2 separate regions of the Sus scrofa genome follow, and region 2 is linked to region 1. Evidence: chromatin contacts called from public targeted proximity ligation data. All regions are on one chromosome and are shown on one strand. The core of a region is the stretch at or near the end of the contact, and the rest is flanking DNA. Distances in the headings are between cores, read along the strand shown.

Evidence for each region.
Region 2: a contact with region 1 is called in a targeted proximity ligation map of skeletal muscle. A contact is called at or near these places in 5 of 47 Hi-C or Micro-C datasets (heart right ventricle, liver, retroperitoneal adipose tissue and 1 more) and 2 of 2 datasets of targeted methods (alveolar macrophages and skeletal muscle).

The regions. Positions count from the first base shown.
Region 1 is chr5:89,426,283-89,429,155 of Sscrofa11.1, forward strand. All of the region lies in intron 2 of CRADD (death domain-containing protein CRADD), which reads right to left. Among named protein-coding and RNA genes, the nearest start is that of CRADD, 53 kb to the right of the region's middle.
Region 2 is chr5:89,478,920-89,481,792 of Sscrofa11.1, forward strand. It overlaps CRADD (death domain-containing protein CRADD), which reads right to left and starts at 1,495. Exons shown (of 5, transcript XM_021092769.1): 1 at 1,095-1,495. It overlaps LOC100738154 (a long non-coding RNA gene), which reads left to right and starts at 505. Exons shown (of 2, transcript XR_303634.3): 1 at 505-753.

The sequences.
Region 1 (2,873 bases), core at 134-2,633:
AACTAAACAAAAAACTACCATAACAGAAAATTAGGATATAAATATGAAATCATCAGAGGGATTTTTTAAAATGAAAACTATGTTGCCAATATACCCTTTTATTGCTTCATCTCAAAGACCACTTAATATGGGAAATTCTGCCATTGCTCCTAAGCAGTTCAAAACATGATTTGCAAGGCATAAAGCAAGAACTGGAGCCCAAAATGTGGTTATCATTACTAAGAATCTAATCTCTTATCATGGTCTTCAAGTATGTATCACACTCACTAAAACATATGAAAAAATAATCATTTTAGGCTTTCATTATTCAGGGAGAATGAGAACCAAGGAGAGAACTGAATTTAATAAAAGGAGTAACATTTTAATAGAGTTCTCCAGCAATGTAATGGACTACCTCGAAAAGCAGTCAAAAATGTTATAAAAGAATTCTTACAATTCCATTTTCAAAATTGGCCTGAATGACCTCCACACTCTATTCCAACTCCAATTCTGTGATTCCATGAACGTAGTAACAGAGTTATGTTGGCTGCTGTAAGAATATCGGCATCATCAGAGCACTAGCTAAGCCACTATTGTTCTACGGTGAACCCATTAAATTTACCATGAGGTACACAGGGCAGGTCTCACAGCGACGGAAATTATTAGCATTCTAGGCTTCTACACAGGAATAACAATACGAATATACAAAAACGAAACTATTTTAAACGGCAGCCTTTTGGTTTGGATGGTGCAGAATTCCTCTCCCAAAGGGAAGCTGAGTTGCATCCCTCTGGTTCTGAAGTGGGAGAGAGAGTCCCGGCCCATCTGTCCCGAGATAAGGGCCCTGGAACACAACGCATTAACGTTCTGGCGTCGCACACGCACCTGACTCCACTATTACCGTTTGCTCCTTCAGAACAAAATCTGCGGCACCCGCTCATCTCACAAGGGCAGGACATTTCCCGGCACCCTGTGATTGCTAATTTACCGAAGATGGGCAGCAGCCTATTGCAAGGAATGCCAATGTTCCCGGTATGCTCTTTTCCGAACACAAACGCCAGTGTTTATGCAAGATTCACATGTCACTCAGGTTCATGTTTGGTTTGGTTTGGTCTGTTGCCTTGAGATGGGGTGCGTGTCCCTGGTTTTGGTGGAGTGAGGAAGAGCGGTCGCTTCATATTTACCTTTCACTGGGGCCAAATTGGACACATGGAAATAAACACGGCTTTCAAGGGTCCCTCCGTCACTACGGGTGCCGCCTTTGCGTCAGATGGAGGAAACCGAGGAAAACTGCCCAGTCACCCCCGGATCGCCCTCGGGGCGCCGTCGGGGTGGCGGGGTGACCAGGCTGCACAGGACCGCCGAGCGCCCCAGCCAAGCTCGCAGCTTATCTGCTGTTCGCGCAGCGCCACCGCCCTCACCAGTTCCTAGAGGAGGGATTCTGAGAAAAAAGAAAGAGCCTGGTTCCCTAGAAACATTAAATTAACACAAGAGATCTGGAAACGAAACAGCAGATGCCTGAAAGCCTTCCCCTTGACTGCTTCCTGCCTTCTTGGAAAATCTTTGCATTAAAATAGATTGGATTACTCTGCGCAGCCAGATGCTGCCCGAGAACTTCGTTTTAGGGGAACACGAAAGCCAAGTTTGCCATCTTTCAAAAAGATTTTTCTTTCCGAGGCGGTTTGAATAGTGTGTTTGGGTGGTGGACCTCGGCTAGGACCTGACGCTGAGGCTGTCTGCATGACAATAGAGACTTTCCATAACATTGACTCGCAAATCAGATAACAAAAAGCAGGGCGTGTGGAGTAGAAAGGTAGAGCTTTGCAAGGAGTGCTAAGAGTTCAGAAGTGGAGATTCAAGTCTCCGGAAACTGACTAGAAGGAGCACGGTCCGGCCCCCTTATTTCATAAGGGAGAAAATGATCTGTTTTATCTGTTAAGCCTGTTTGCTTTGATCCCAGCTATGAGAATACACAAAAAATAAAACTAACAGCATTTCCAAAGAGTCAAAACCAGAAGGAGAAAGACATGAGGAATATTGTATTCGCCTCGTCATTCTAAAACCCCATGCAAATTAATCTTATATAATTTATATTCGACCCTCTCTGCAAATTAATCTCATATAATTTATATTCGAGCCAGGATTAATAGCCACACACTTTGAGAAGAGTTGGTCTGAAGAACATAATGTATTACACTTACATGGCATCTTTACTTTCATATTTAAAGTCTTGGTGGCTGAGAAAAAGATCCAAGGCTTCCTGTGAGATATCAAGATTTTACAAAGGAAGTAAGGTTTTTACTGTAGTAGCACCTTCCTTGATATATATTTTTTTTCATAATGATTTTTATTTTTTCCATCAGAGCTGGTTTACAGCGTTCTGTCAATTTTCTACTGTACAGCAAGGGGACCCAGTTACACATACATGTGTACATTCTTTTTTCTCACATTATCACGCTCCATCGTAAGTGACTAGATGTAGTTTCCAGTGCTATACAGCAGGACTGCCTTGATACTTTAACTTTTTCTCCTGCTAACCTTTAAGGTGAGACTCCATACATCATTAACCACTATTCTACACGCATCGTGCTTTCTAGTAAACTAGACAGCAACCTGCAGTCCTAAAAGGATTCTATGCTTATCCCAAATTTGGGAACATAAGATGGGGAGGAAGTATATTACATGATATCCTGAACAAAAATAAAATTAAATATCTTTGCCTAAGCATGAAAGCAGCAAAATTCATTTTAAAGCAACTCAGTCACACAGAATCATTTCATCTGTAATAGGGCAAGTAAGTAGAACAACTCCAAGAGAAGAGCAGCCCTGAGTATTTCTGTTTCAACAACTCACTGGGGATACACAAAATCTATCATTCCTCCCTGATACATGAA
Region 2 (2,873 bases), core at 245-2,744, 53 kb after region 1:
TCATACGCAGCTGTTAAGCCGAGCTGAATTAATTTCCAATGTTCCTGAACGTGATGAACAGCCCTGAGCATGAATCATGCCCTTTGTTTTTGCTCTCTACATAGTGAGGTCCTAGCTCCAGTCTTGTTCCATAAAGAGATTGGGAAAAAAAGTGGATCAGAGACCCTACTTTAAAAGCAATTTTTTTCTGAGGATAACAGAGGAGCATTTCATTTTAGCATGCTTGAGAAGAAACAGTGCTTTTTATTTTAACATTGCCTTCATCAGAGATAACCCCATCACGGCAGAAACTGCTGATATCCATGTGGGTATCCTTTAGACCCAGGGCATGTGCCGAACCTGATCCGCAGTGGGGGTGAGGCCAGAAACCTGTGGGGGTACCATACGTTTAAGAATCTTTTTCACCAAGAGAAAAGGCCTTCAAGGAAAACATTAAACATTCCTGCCCAGTCTACAGTAAACCTTACACCTAATCACAGACTCCAGCCCTTCCCTGGAAGAATTCCAAACCTCCATCACAACACTGCCACGGCCACACATGCATGGGATATTTAATGGGTGTGTTTGTTTCCTTTAAAAGAAAAAAAAAAATGTCCACAGGCCATTGATGGCTTGCTTCCAAGACCACTGCAGCAGTGAACAGAGGGCCAGCCAGGAGAGTAAGTGGCGGAGAGGGGAGGCCGGGGCGGCCGACGGGGCTTCACAACACCCACAGAAAGTACCACCACAGCGGGCGACCCCGAGGGGCGGCAGGTAAGCAGGGCGGTGTGCACTTTGGGCAACTCCTACTCGTTTGGGACTTCGTTTTATTCCTTGCCCTGCCAGCTCAAGCTCTGTGGCATTAACAACAGGAAGAACTACGAAAGATTTTCTAGGCAACCTGACCCACTAAAAAGGGAGTGCTGGGAATGGTCTGCAGGGGAGCCCGAGGGGAGAGCGTCACCCCGTCACCCCGACCCCGCGGGCTCGGGGACGCCGCGAGCAAGTCACGGGGCGGGACGGTGGGGGGGCTTGCAGGGCCCAGGCTGCAGATGCCACGACGCGGGGTCTTTGAGAAAAGATGGATACGGGGGTTCTGGTTTCCTGTTACTTACGTCTGCAAACACGTATCTTTAAAAACAAAACAGAACAAACTGCAACCGGAATCCAGACAGTCAGGGAACCTGTACCATGGGCACCATCTTTGTTGAAGGCAAGAGCCCTGAACAGGAAGTGTTGTAGCCATCTTTGTTAAGGGCAAACACAGGAAGCGCTGTGGCCCTCTTTATTGGTGGCCCGAGTGTGTTCGGATGAAGCCTTTTCCGCCATGTTTGCTGTGGGTAAATACTGAAACCTTCTGGAGATGGAAAACGTACCTTCGCTTAGGAAAGGAGTCACTGGATAATTGTATTTTAACACAGTAACTCCACCAGGGCTTTGTACTCAATTGACGTAATAGATAGTCAGGTTTCGAAAGTTACCTTATCAGGGAGACCTTCCTTGATCACTCTTATTTAAATTTGCAACTTCCTGGAGTTCCTGTAGTGGCGCAGTGGCTAAGGAATCCGACTGGGAACCATGAGGTTGAGGGTTCGATCTCTGGCCTCGCTCAGCGGGTTAAGGATCCGGCGTTGCCCTGACCTGTGGTGTAGGTCGCAGAGGCGGCTGGGATCCCGCGTGACTCTGGCTGTGGCTTAGGACGGTGGCTACAGCTCCGATTACACCCTTAGCCTGGGAACCAACATATGCCGAGGGAGCAGCCCCAGAAAAAGCAAAAAGACAATTAAAAAAATAAATAAAATAAAATTGCAGCTTCCTCAACCATGCCTTTTAAAATTGCAATATTCACCTTCTGCCCTCCCCATCCCTCTTACAGCTTCATTTTATCTGAAGCACATATCACCATCTTACTAAAATTTTTACTTAATCATTCGTTTATCATGTTTCCCAGTCCATCCCCAACCCCTACCCCCCACTAATTGCAGTCATTCCTTTATATCACAAGGGTCTGCCCACAAAGAGTTTACAAGTCAATCAGGTAGGAATTCATTAAAGCAATCCGCGAGCTGTTCTGGACAGAAAGGCATTTGTCATGAGGCATTGAGGACTTTCACGATTATTAGAAAGACTGAAGATCTGAACATGGAAGAATGACTAGTAAACATCGGCAAACTGAATCAGAAATGGAAAGCAATTCTAAACCTCTTTGAAACGTTCTAATTTTTGTAACCACTTTAAAGTGTTACTATACCAATATGCCATTTTACTATGCCAGTGACACTATTTTTACATTGGGTGAAAAGTAGTATAATTAGCATTTTACATATGTGAGGACTGTGGAATCAAAGTGGTCAGGTGTCTTAACCAAAACCTCACAGCTAACAAATAGCAAAACCTGAGTTCATTCGCTCCGTCTGATTTCATGCTCTTTCCAGTATAGAGAACATCTCACATCCCTGTATGGTGAAAAGTCTGCTCTTCTAATGACAGAAAAATGCTAGTAAATAATTGGTGCCACCTCTACTCTTGATACTCTTGAGTAACAGGTATTGTCTCCACTCTCCTCTTCTTCTTTTGTTCTTTTGCTGTTCTTTTCTCAGAGAGTCTCCTTCTGTTTATGGACAGGTGTTAGCAACATTCCAGATAAAATGCAGAGTTCTTCTGACAATGCCAATAGCTGAGGTTACTGACTTTGGGGGGAGGAAAAAAAATTATTTTTTCCAACTGTAAAATTTGATAATTTTCAAACATATGATAAGGCTGAAACAATTATTAACACCACCAACTAAAAAAACCCATATAAAACTACCTATTTTTAAAACATGCCTAGAGTTCCCATCATGGCGCAGTGGTTAAGGAATCCGACTAGGAACCATGAGGTTGCGGGTTCGGTC